Linked DNA regions of Mus musculus: regions 2, 3 and 4 are each linked to region 1. The links are chromatin contacts, called in public HiCAR-type and promoter capture Hi-C maps. All regions are on one chromosome and are shown on one strand. The core of a region is the stretch at or near the end of the contact, and the rest is flanking DNA. Distances in the headings are between cores, read along the strand shown. Region 1 holds the start of Pcsk2os1 (proprotein convertase subtilisin/kexin type 2, opposite strand 1). Region 2 holds the start of Mgme1 (mitochondrial genome maintenance exonuclease 1). Region 3 holds the start of Pet117 (PET117 homolog). Region 4 holds the start of Ovol2 (ovo like zinc finger 2).

Region 1 (2,897 bases), core at 221-2,720:
CAGAGGGCAGTGGCTGTTCCTGCCTTGTGGGCAGCTGGGAGAAGGGAAGCTCTTTATGGCTGTAGCATCAGGCAAGATTTAGGTCCAGGTCTTGAAGGATCAACAGCATGTGATCCTTCAAAGAAGGAAAAAAAAAGGCTCATTGGAGGGCTCAATGCTCTCTGGGCATTGCACCACAAAGCTTCTTCAGGCACAAGTACCTTGTCATACATGGGTTAGCCTTTGAATACGTATCAGGGCAAAAGACTAGGATTTGGTTAGGAGGTACTATCTGAGAGGACAAGGAGAGGAAAAAGGAGACACCAAATCGAAAGCCTGTTCTTCATAGCTGAGGATTGCAGCTTGATATTGCAATACAAAATCAGTCAGTGACCTCCTCTCCAAGAAAGAATGGAATGAGGAGAAATAGTTAACCCCAAAGTATATGTGTCTTTCTGTTCAAAGTCGAACCAAATTGCTGATAAACCATAAGATTACCTTTATATTTCCTGGCTTCAATCTCACCATCACAACCGTTAAGCACTCACTGAGTTATTCATTCCCATTAGGAAAAAAAAATATATTGAAAAATTGACAGGGTTAGCCATTATCAGGCTCAGTTACACCTACCTTTCATTAGGTTTTTAGCATCAGATCTCAAGAATGTGTTTTCCAGGGGGAAAGAAAAAGGAGATGGAAAACCATTGCAGCAGATGGGTTTCCTTCCTTGTCAGAAAGGGCTGACACAGAAGGTACCCACAGGTAGGGTTACACAGGTATAGAAGAATTAAAGATCTTGCTGCCTCTTCCCTTCGTAGGGTAGCCCAGCCATAAAGCCCTGTCAACACCTAGCAAGGGTTTTCTAATAACAGAAGCATTCTTGCAGCTGTTGATATTAAATACGAATGCATCTAAGCAGGCTGGAAAGAGAACTCATGGGTTAAGGGTGCATACAGGTGCTCACACGGAGCAGTTCACAACCTTCGGTAATCCCAGTTCCAACCTACACCCCCCCCACCACCCCCCCACACGATGAGATAAATCTTTTTTTTTTCAAAAGGGAAAGTATGCAAGATCTCACAGTCAGATATCAGCTAACTATAATCACTCATTGCCAATGCCGCTAGGACGCTGGATTTTGCCAATGGGGGGAGGAGGGCGGAGCGGGGTTAGGTGGGGTATCAGCTTGTTTCAGGGTTGAATGTCGTTTGAAAGAAGTCTCCGTGGGCCAGGAGGCCAGGAGACTGTTCTATCAACAGGAACCTGGTTTCCCCTGCTCCACCCACACTTCTCTTCTCGGGAGCAACTAGTTCTAGGTGTGTGAGACCCGCCCGCGCGCCACCCGCAGACCTGCGCTTCTTCCAGGACCTCTGTGAAACTCGCTGCCAAACACAGCTGAGGTAGAATACGCGCCCGCCGCGCCGCTGGTGAGTGTAGGCGGGAGAGCCCTGCGCTCCTGAAGGAGTCATCCTAGTAGCTGGGAACTCGGCAAGAGACATAGGAAGTTCTGACAGAGGAGACCAGCCTGTGTTGCCCTTCTAGGGAGGGAACCCAATGCTCTCTCAAGCCTCTTTTCTTGTGGGATCAGGAGGGAGGGGACAGCCCACGGGTACCAAGCTGCATCCTTTGACCTTCCATTCCCCTCAGACTGGCTTCTCCTTGCATCCTCACTCTCCCCTAGCGGTGCCAGGTCCCCTAAGGACACTCCAGATCTGGGATACAGATATTTCGCAGGAAGAGCAGGTCAGGCATGCTCCCCGCCAAATGAATTATTCTCCTCTGTTCCCCGCAGGACGAGTACCCTAACTTATCCAGAGGTTGCCAGAGGCACCCAAAGCTCGAAATCTTATCCAAACAGTTCAACTTGGACAACTTCTTGGAATGGGGATCCCCGTGCTCTCTGGGGAAAACCGCGCTGGCTGCCCACACATCAGGAGAGGACACCTCGACTTTTCCGGGGGGAATCCCCCTCAGAATCCATCTCTCTTGGCAGCGAGGTGTCCTAAAGAAGCAAATTAAGAACTCTCCAAACAGGAGTGCGCTTCTGGAGTGGGAGGTCGTGGGCAGGAGCCAAAGCGCACAAGTTCAGCACTCGTTTTGGACAGAGAACTCCGTCCTTGTTTCCAAGTCAGAAAGCTCTTGTCCACTGGGGAAAAAAGCAGGGACTGAAAGTCGCTGGGAGGGAAGTCCTTAGGCGTGGGTCGGAAAACTGAGGTGAACTGCAACGCTCGATCTTTGAGCCATGTCGGTGGGAAACTATTCTTTCTCCGGGGCGTGGGGGGCTGGGAGACTTCCCTGGCAAAGCAGTCGACGTAAGCCCAGCTGCTCTGGACTCTATCCCTCTGTCCCTAGGCAGCCTGGAGAACTTGGTACCTCGGACAGCAGCCGGGGCGCACAGCATCCTTTGTAAGGTGCGGTCTTATTTTGCCCCCACCAAGTCAAACACCAACAAATTATTTCTCTGACCTTTCTAATACAGATGAAGGACATTTTAATTACATAACCCATGAAAGATCACCGGAGGCAATGTCGTGTTTGAGAACCGATGGCAGAATAGCTGCATAGCATAAAAAGACAGAAAACTTGCAAATCTGCAACGAGATTGCGCAAGGCTGTCCCTCCTCTGGAAACAACATGTGAAATGTATGGAAAAAAAATCTTACCTTTCGGACTCCAAAGCCGTGTTCTGCTGCAACTTGGCGAGCCTCTTCCTCTCCGTCTTTATGCAACTCCACAAGAAAATGATTCGTGAAGACGGGTCTCTCGGCAGACGCAAAAACCATCACACAGAAGAGGAACCCGGCCGCCTTCCACTGGGATCCACAACCGCCCTCCATCCTTCTTTGGGAGTGAAAAGTGGGGCTGTGAGGCGCGCAGGGTGGTGGAGCAGGGGACGAAGAGGGAAGATGCAAATAAAA
Region 2 (2,808 bases), core at 2-2,501, 720 kb before region 1:
ACAAGACAGAGCGTACTAAACGAGAGTACTTCGCTTGGTCTACTGCTTCGTAAGAGTTTTTCTTCTTCTGGCTACACAAATAAGAGAAAGTGGAGAAACTCACAGGAGGGCTTGCTTTTACAGAAAATCTGTTTAACCTGCTAAGCAGCCTGCAGAAGGTCAGAGGCAGTTTCATTTTTAGACTTCGCCCCTCTAACTTTTCTCTAGTCTGGAAAGTTTAAAAGTGTGTTCTGTTCGTATCTGAAAAAAAAAAAAAAGTGGTGTTAGGTTTAAGACATTTTCTATATTAAAACCATCAAATTGAAAATCACACAAGAGCCGGGTGTGGTGGCGCACGCCTTTGATCCCAGCACTTGGGAGGCAGAGGCAGGTGGATTTCTGAGTTAGAGGCCAGCCTGGTCTACAAAGTGAGTTCCAGGACAGCCAGGGCTACACAGAGAAACCCTGACTCAAAAAACCAAAAAACAAAAACAAAAAAACCCACAAGAACATTAAAAGTGCATACACTAAACTTTTGACGTTTCCAAAAAAAAAGAGAAAATCATTCCCAAGTAAGATTCATGAAAATTGTAAGTGGCTTTTGTTCAATGTTAATGTGTTGGCCGTTTCGGATATGACACCTTAAATCTGAATGTGACAAGGCCTGGAGGCATAGACCAGGAAACTTAAGTTACTTGGGTGGCTGAGGCAGTATGAAATTGAGATTTTGGGTTAGCTTGGCTTTGTCTCTAGAAACAAAACAACTACAATCTGCCCCCCCCCAACAAATTCACAAGTCTTAATTAACAGTTAAACACCTACATCTACATACCAAACTCTTACTAAATATTCTGTATGGGCATCGCTCATCTATTCCTCACGCCGCCCTTTAAAAAGTGGGTGCTACTGTGACCTCGTGGTCCAGACTCGGGACATGTCGCAAGTGGGTCTGCACAGCCCATCCAACGTTAATTCCAGAAAATGATCTCTGCAGGTGTCTCCCATGGCTGCGACAGGACAAGCGTGGCCCTTCGTGCCCGAGTTTGGATAGGGAAGAGAGTATTTAAATAGAAGGTCGGTCAGCGGCAGGGTTCTAGCTGTACCTGAGATGCCACCACGCTGTAACACCCAGCCCGCAAACAACCCTCTCGGGACCCGTACTTTCATCGGTCCCGCGCTTTCCCAAAGCGAGGCGGCCCCAGCATGCACTACGGCGTTCCCGTCGCACCTGTGAGGCGCCATCCCCTCCACGCCCCCGAAGCAGAAGCGCGGGCGCCGTCAAGCCGCGCGTTGTCGCGCTCACGAGATCTCGCGCACGTCACCGCCGCTCGCCATCTTGGACTCTGGCTGAGCCATAAATTGCCCGGGCCGCGGTGCGCGTCCTTTCTCGAGGCGTGCCTCGCCGGCGGAGGGTTCGGAGCCCGCGTTCCCGTCGCGGCCCTCCGGTGCTGGTGTCCGCGTGGCGCGGAGCGAGGGTAGGCTCCCCGCGTAGCTTCTATTGCCCGGCTCCAAGATGGACGGCCGCGGGGACGGGGGAGGCCGCACTGGGGGAGCACGTGGCGTGCCGCTCGCTGGCCTGCGCCCGGGGCTGCTGGGATGGTGGCGGAGTCCCGCGGCCTCCAGCCGCCGTCCGGCAAGGAGGCCGGCGGAGGCGGGGCCGCGGCCGCCCCTGAAAGGCGCCCCGGCGGCGGCCCAGCCTCTTCTTTCCTCGCACAGCCACACGGCCCCTGCTCGAGGCCCGCGTCGCCATGGCCGCGGTTCCCGAGTTGCTGGAGCAGCAGGAGGAGGACCGCAGCAAGGTGAGATCCCTTCCTCGCTCGCTACCTGGGCTGGAGGTTCCCGCCGGCCTCCTTGGGCTGGGTGGATCTTCTCTGGGGCTCGGACCCCAGCAAGATCCCGAGGTTTTCCCTCAACCACCCCTTTAGAGATGGCTTTCCAACGGGGTGTCTCTGCACGCTCATTCTCTGACCAAGGAGACCCAGACAAGTGGGACCCCACTTCTTGAGCTCTCGGTGGGAAGCTGACCGACGCTCTGCCAGTCATTCGACTGAGGCTAATCCTCTGAAGCCCTTAGGAGCGTGGTTTTTTTTTTTTTCTTTTTTCTTTTGCTCCTAAAACTTAAATCGACTACATGGTAATTGGAAAGTGGATCAAAGTTTCGTTTGCTATTCCTATCTCCTTTTAAGAAAATGGCCTTTTCGTTTAAAATAGTGGGGAGATTTCTAACGAGTATCTGTATGTAGCATGGTTTTTGCAACTTGGGAACGCTAAATGTGTCCTCGTGGGAGTTGTAATTTTTAGTAAATCCTGTGTGTTGATATAACCCTCGGGCTGCAAATATCTTGAGGACTAATGCAATAAACAGGGATTGCTATACGGGCAATAAAGGATTCTACTTTTATTGGCTCTTTAAACTTGAATTTTCCACCGCACAGGTAGGTTATGAGTCAGTTTTGTGGACAAAATCGTCAGTAATATGGGAGCTCTTAGATTTTAATAAGAGCTGAATTAAGATTTCATTTTAAGTACCTTTGAATGGGCAAACATTTTTTTTTTTGTTTTTGTTTTTGTTTTTCGAGACAGTTTCTCTGTATATCCCCGGCTGTCCTGGAACTCACTTTGTAGACCAGGCTGGCCTCGAACTCAGAAATCCGTCTCCCAAGTGCTGGGATTAAAGGCATACGCCACCACGTCCGGCGCAAACTTTTTATCTAGTAAGTAAATACCGGTCTCTGGCGCACCAACCAGTTGGATTGTTCCAACAAGGGTATTGTATTGAAATAGAGCTTTGTGCGAGGTGTTTTATTTCTTTTACATTAGAAGAATTAG
Region 3 (3,169 bases), core at 192-2,691, 820 kb before region 1:
TGGGTAGACAGAAAACAAGCCATTATTTCCTTTACTGCCACCTTGAAGTTTTCAAGACATCTACCTTCCTCGATGTTACAGTAAGTCGCTAATGAATAGCTACTGGACAGCTTATTTTGGTCAGTATGTCTTGGTCACTAACTTCCAAGAAATAACTAGATCTTTGCACACTTCCATTCTCTAACTGTGATTCTCAACCGTTTCATTAAAGCCTTTGGCGTGCCTTTTGGAACACAGCTGAGTCTCCATGCTCCAGAGATCTGATTTAATTGGTCTGCTCATACTGTAAAAACTTCTCAGGGGAACAGAGTTTGAAACAAAACTGATAGCAAACGCTGTCTCCAAAACACATCAGGAGGACACAGACACCCTGTCTTCCAAGTTTAATTAGAACCACCATCTTTTCCTTTTCCTCCCAAGAAGGAAGTTTCTTGCTTCTACTCCAGAAGATATCCCTGGGGAACCATATTTTAATCCCAAATCTTTAATTCCTTGTGTGCTTCTCCATCACTGCACATCGACCCTGCTCCTCAAAATGGTTCTGAATTTGCAAGCCTAGTTTCATTGCAATTCCTAGTTTGTGAATACAAAGGTCGATGGTCTGGTGACTCTTGAGGCTTTCAGTAACTTCTGCCCATGGCAAATCCGATTCAAACCAAATAACTGTAAAGGTATTGCTTGAAAGGGCAAATACCAAGTACTGGCCAGCACAGTGTGGCACCATTATAAAAAGAACAATCTCGAGAGGTTATAATTAACTATGTGTTCTCAGTGTGCTCAGCGCACTAGCCAGCGTTGCAAACTGGAATGAGGAAGAGTCGGTTAGTCGCTGATTAATAAGCCAGTTATTCTCCGAAAGAAAGCCATTAAAAGAAAACGTGAAGGGCGCTCGCTACCTTTTATCCTTTCCAGAACCTAAGTCCAGTAGCAAAATGTTTTGTTAATGCAAGTTGCAAAAATCTCAAGTTTCTTTAGCCAAAGGCACTGGGGGGTGTGCTGGGTGTGAGCTGCTTTATCTCCGGATTTAACAATTCCTGGGTAAGGCTTTGTGGGCTGTGCTGCCCCCAGGGCCTCGAGCTCACCCTAGCAACTCTCTAACTCTGGACTACACCCCTGCCCCGAGGCTTCCGCCCCAGTCTCCCGCCTCGTGGCTGGGGGAGAGAAGTCGGCGTCCTGAACGCGCCCTTGCAGCCCGCCCGGCCCGCCACGCGCGCAGGGACAGCTGCGGGCTCGGCGCCCCGGAAGACGCGGTCACGTGACACCGACCTGCCGGTCCTGCCGCTGCTTCAGATGCACGCCGGCCACCGTGGCCGCCGTCAGCAGCACCGAGAGGCCCAGCACTGCCTTCGAACTCCTCGACATTCCCGCTCCCGGCCGCGGACTCGCTCCCGCGCCCGCCCCCGCCGCCGCCACAGCCGCCGCCGCCGCCGCAGCCGCAACGGGCCAGGCTCGACCTCTCGAGCGCAGAGCCGTTGCAAGTGCTATCGTCGCCAGGCTCTAGCAATCGAGCGCCGAGCGTAACCCCTGGCCCGCTTCGCTGCTTCTTGGGAGTGGCTGCCTGGGGCCCTGGCTTTCCTATTTGGGGACCGCCTTCACCAGGAAGTCGCAGTGCTGGGCTGCTTTGGAGTCGCGAGGGTGGGGTTGGGAGTGCCAGTGGAGTATGTACGGAGGACATCTGGTCGCTATGGGGCGACTGATCAGACCCTAAATTTTCTTAGAGTCTAAAAGCTGGGTGGTTGGTTTTTTGACAAGGTATTGCTGTGCAGCTCAAACTAGCTTCAAACTCGCAATCCTGCCTCAGCCTCGGCTACACCTTGTTGCCTACTAAACTTCTGTTGGGAAATGCACTGGGTCAGGCAAGGATCCGGACATGTTTAGCTCCTGTAATCTTAAGAAATGGCGTTGCCCGGCGTGGTGGCTCACGCCTTTAATCCCACCACTCCCGAGGCAGAGGCAGGCGGATTTCTGAGTTCGAGTCCTGCCTGGTCTACAAAGTGAGTTCCAGGACAACCAGGGCTATACAGAGAAACCCTGTCTCAAAAAACCAAAAGAAAAAAAAAATGTCGTTGATGCCCTTGGAGCCTTTCAGGAATGCTTGTAAGATCCTTGTGTCAGAGTAGTTCACAAGAGGCTAAGGATGGTGTCATTTGCACTTACCCCTTAAATTAAAAAAGAGACTTGGCTTCCCAGAACTTTTAAGTATTTGTGATGCCAATGAAGAATGGCATATCAGTAAATCACTCTTACCCAGGAAAGTACACATTCAAAGCTGCTGCTGAAAACCGATAGACAACAATGATAAGGCTCATTCAGGCCTTGATTAGGTATTCCCAGTGTTTCCCCAACATTCACTTCGTCTCAGTATGCTTTGCTCTTTCGTTCTCTGTTAAGTGAACCCAAACGGCATGAAGAAAATACTATTATGAACAGTTAGCATACTGCATTGGTTATATCTTTGGTTTTTTTTTTTTAATTAATTTTTTTGGTGTTTTTTGTTTGTTTCTTTGTTTGTTTGTTTTGACAGGGCTTCTCTGTGTAGCCCTGACTGTCCTGGAACTCACTTTGTAGACCAGGCTGGCCTCAAACTCAGAAATCCGCCTGCCTCTGCCTCCTGAGTGCTGGGATTAAAGGCATGCGACACCACGCCCGACTTTAATTTATTTTTTAAAGAATCTAGGTTTATTTATTTTTAAAGATTTATTTTATGTATATGAATACACTGTAGCTGTACAGATGGTTGTGAACCTTCATGTGGTTGTTGGAAATTGAATTTAGGACCTCTGCTTGCGCCAGCACAAAGATTTATTTATTATTATACACACCAGAAAAGGATATCAGATCTCATTTCGTGTGGTTGTGAGCCACCATGTGGTTTCTGGGATTTGAACATAGGACCTTTGGAAGAGCAGTCAGTGCTCTTACCTGTTGAACCATCTCACCAGCCCAGGTTATATCTTTGAATGTGAAAATAGAGTTTGGGACCAGTGACTTTTAGAATGAGAAGAGATTCAAGTTATTTTTGCATATTTCCCTAAGGAAAAATCATGCCACAATACTTTTTATTTATGATAACCCCAGACTTTTCATCCAGTAAATCAGCGAGTGTAACAGCTATGAATGGCCTTGGAATGACACCAGAAGTATAAATGACCATGCATTCTATTGTGAT
Region 4 (2,954 bases), core at 291-2,790, 780 kb before region 1:
CCTCATTTCTCCTGTCTTGTGCCGCTATAGACATCTCTTCCTCCTCCAGTTCACCAGGATCAAAGTCCTTTACGATCTTAGACGACTTGTCTTGGAGGAAACCCATAATTCAGAGTTGATTCCCCGATGGGATGGGGTCAATCCTTGAGGGCGGATCGATAATCATGGTGCGTGCGCCTTCTCCCTTCCACAACCTCGCCAGAGCTGCGCCCCCTCTCTGTGTGCCCTGAAAATACGCCAGCCAAGCCCAGAAATCCGTTACCAGGCTGCTGTATCCCTAAAGGCCATTCCAAGGCGGAAGAAGGCAGGGACAGCCTCTGTGTGGATTCCCCGGGTCGCTGTGGCCAGGAGCGCCTCTAGTCCTGTTATAGGCAGGTGAGACTGGCGCTTCTCTGAACCGCAGACACCTGAGCACCCCTGGCCAGACGCGCCCAGACAACCTCCAGCAGTGAGCACTCGCCTGCTCACCCAGCGAAGCCGGGTTCCTACAACGATAGCTGGGCGGGTTGTTGAGCAACAAAGCTGTGGTATAGGGGCATCAGCGTACCCAAAGCGAGCAGGCCGCCCCTTGAGACTTAGTATCTTTTATCAGATCCCCCCCCCCCCACACACACACACTTCCCTCCAGGAATAAAGGTAAATAGGAAACAAATAAAAACAAAAAGCTCAAAGCTCTTCTGCGGTCTTCGCAGGCGGAGGAGGGGAGAGGTTGTATCAATTTTCAATCCCGGGCTTCCTGGATGAGTATTTTCCTGCCTCCGAATTTAAGGGTCCAGTTGTTAGGGGAGGCAATAACGGGAAAGGTAAAAGACAAGACATTCGCTTTAAATCTGCGTTCACATGAGATGCAATTAGCTTTTGTCTTGAGTCAAGGGACTCCTAGACTGTAAGGTTTCGGGGTGAAAGCTGCTTTGGTAGAACAAGCCCTATTTTCTTAGATTGAGTGGCACAGATCAGTAAAGTGACGTGCTCCAAAGATGTGGTGTTTTTAGGCTTTATTGAGGGGTGTTCTAGATGAAGGAAGCCTTAAGTTCTCAACCCCCCCTCCCTTTACCTGACAAGGATACTGCGGACCCTCCCCCCATCCGACCACCGAGATTCCAGAAAGCCTAGAACAGCCCCACAAGGTTCACAGTTAATATCTGGCTTGCTTGATGGAGACAAATCAACTTCGGAGGTGGGGGCCAACTCGTGGGAGACCCCAGCTCCCAGTCGGGCTGCATGGGGCAGAGAACCTGTGGCTTGTTTTAAAGACTTTATCCTATAAAGTGCATGTGATAGGGGTATGAAGCAGAGGGTTGATTTGAAAAATGTTCTTCCTTTTTTAAAAAGAGGAGGGGGGAAGAATCAGACGTTAAATTCTTTTGCAAACATTCATGCCTAAGGAAGGGCTGGATCAGGCAGCCCCGGCCGCCGGAACCGGTCGGACAGGTAGCGAGCTTGTTGACACCGTTATGTTGCAGGGCGCATGCTCACTCCCAAGTTTCCTGGTGCCTTTTCTATTCCACCTTATGAAACTTTTTCCCCGGCGTGGTCTCACGCGCGATTTAAGGCATAGGTGTCGCCGAGCCCGGAGGCTGCGAGTAACCTGGAGTGAGGGGGAGAGTACCGAGCAACGCGGCGGGGGGTGCAGGAAGAGGGCAGGCTAGGCGGGAAGGTGGGCTCCGGACTCCAGGAGCGGGGGGACCCAGGCGCCACCGCCGCCACTAGCGGGGAGCAGCGGGAGGAGGGGGCCGCAGTCGGAAGAGAGGATCCCACCATGCCCAAAGTCTTTTTGGTGAAGAGGAGGAGCCCGGGAGTCTCTGTCCGCAGCTGGGATGAGCTCCCGGATGACAAAAGGGCAGACACTTACATCCCAGGTGAGGAGCGCGGGGGCCGGGCCTGGGCGCGGGGCTCCCGGGTGGGGGCAGGGTGACTGCGGCCCTCCTGCTCGGGATCAGGGCTGCGGTTCCCACCCCTACTCCGTCTCGGTCGGGGTCACAGCGGTGTTGGGAGAGGGGAGCCAGGATCTAGGCTGGGAAACCTGGGACCCCCGGTGCTCTCTCCCTAGACAGGGCTAAATTGCCTGGCGGCAGGACCGTTGGTTGCAGCGCGGGCCAAAGTGGCCTGGAAGTGGGTGGAAGGCACTCGGGGTTCCCTTGCCCCCTACGTCCTCTAAACCGCTCGTGAAGGTCCGCTAACCCCTCGGGAGCGAGGCAAGACGAGGGCACACCCGCCTCCACGGGCGCGAGAGGAAACTTGGCGCGCGGGTTTCTCCGCGGCGCTTGGACCCTGGTGCTTCGTGGGTTGGCCTGAGAACCCGTCTCCCGACACCCTAAGTTAGTTCGAGGGGCGGATGGCTAGGGTAGACTCGTCTACCCTCGGGACGTCGCCCACTTGGCGAGGTGCCCAGGTCCGGGGCGGGGCGGCGGCACCGCCCGCAGGTCAAACTGCCGTGGGCGCCCGGGCGTGACGCCGCGTGTGGTTGAGTGTCGGGGTGCGGCCCCCTCCCTCCGCAGTGAGCCTGGGCTGTCTGCTCCGCGACCCGCCCGAAGACTGCCGCAGCGACGGCGGCAGTAGCAGCGGCTGCAGCAGCAGCGCCGGGGAGCCCGGAGGGGCCGAAAGCAGCTCGTCCCCGCGCGCGCCGGAGCCTGAAACTCCAGAGCTTCACGACGCCCAAGGCACCGATGGACATCTGGCAGCGATGCAGCGCCCGGTTGCCAGGTCAAAAATCAAGGTAGGGTGTCGACTCTGCCCCCGCCGCCACCTGCACCACGCCCTGGCGTCCGGCTCGGGAGCCCCGGCGCCCCTCCCTGCCGCGCCCGCCCGCGCACCGGAGCCCAGGCGCCGCGGACTAGCCCGCCACTCCTGCACCTGCCCCTGAGCCGCAGCCAGGCTCCTAGTGACCTGTCCCCTGCGCCACAGTGCCCGGGCCGCCAGCATCTTAAGCGGATCTAGACCCAGGGTGATGGCCC

Evidence for each region. Promoter capture Hi-C pulls out the DNA fragments that hold promoters and counts their contacts. HiCAR-type assays count read pairs that join an accessible place to other places.
Region 2: a promoter capture Hi-C map of neural stem cells shows a contact between it and region 1. The contact joins the promoter of Mgme1 here to the promoter of Pcsk2os1 in region 1. A contact is called at or near these places in 2 of 39 promoter capture datasets (hippocampal neurons and neural stem cells) and 2 of 115 datasets of contacts at active chromatin or transcription factors (astrocytes and embryonic forebrain).
Region 3: a contact with region 1 is called in a HiCAR-type map of astrocytes, with 3 times the contacts expected there. The contact joins the promoter of Pet117 here to the promoter of Pcsk2os1 in region 1. A contact is called at or near these places in 1 of 39 promoter capture datasets (embryonic stem cells) and 1 of 115 datasets of contacts at active chromatin or transcription factors (astrocytes).
Region 4: a promoter capture Hi-C map of second pharyngeal arch cranial neural crest shows a contact between it and region 1. The contact joins the promoter of Ovol2 here to the promoter of Pcsk2os1 in region 1. A contact is called at or near these places in 3 of 39 promoter capture datasets (cranial neural crest, maxillary cranial neural crest and second pharyngeal arch cranial neural crest), 1 of 484 Hi-C or Micro-C datasets (embryonic stem cells) and 1 of 115 datasets of contacts at active chromatin or transcription factors (embryonic stem cells).

Annotation. Positions count from the first base shown.
Region 1 is chr2:143,546,410-143,549,306 of GRCm38.p6, reverse strand. Pcsk2os1 (proprotein convertase subtilisin/kexin type 2, opposite strand 1) reads left to right here and starts at 1,470. Exons shown (of 3, transcript NR_040354.1): 1 at 1,470-2,897. Pcsk2 (proprotein convertase subtilisin/kexin type 2) reads right to left here. Exons shown (of 12, transcript NM_008792.4): 1 at 2,643-2,897. The coding sequence starts at 2,816.
Region 2 is chr2:144,269,347-144,272,154 of GRCm38.p6, reverse strand. It overlaps Mgme1 (mitochondrial genome maintenance exonuclease 1), which reads right to left and starts at 1,251. Exons shown (of 5, transcript NM_028984.5): 1 at 1,083-1,251; 2 at 1-240. The coding sequence starts at 175. It overlaps Snx5 (sorting nexin 5), which reads left to right and starts at 1,253. Exons shown (of 14, transcript NM_001199188.1): 1 at 1,253-1,454; 2 at 1,696-1,778. The coding sequence starts at 1,728.
Region 3 is chr2:144,367,255-144,370,423 of GRCm38.p6, reverse strand. It overlaps Pet117 (PET117 homolog), which reads right to left and starts at 1,441. Exons shown (of 2, transcript NM_001164813.1): 1 at 1,267-1,441. The coding sequence starts at 1,362. It overlaps Kat14 (lysine acetyltransferase 14), which reads right to left and starts at 1,389. Exons shown (of 11, transcript NM_181417.3): 1 at 1,267-1,389.
Region 4 is chr2:144,330,666-144,333,619 of GRCm38.p6, reverse strand. It overlaps Ovol2 (ovo like zinc finger 2), which reads left to right and starts at 1,540. Exons shown (of 4, transcript NM_026924.3): 1 at 1,540-1,859; 2 at 2,499-2,716. The coding sequence starts at 1,760.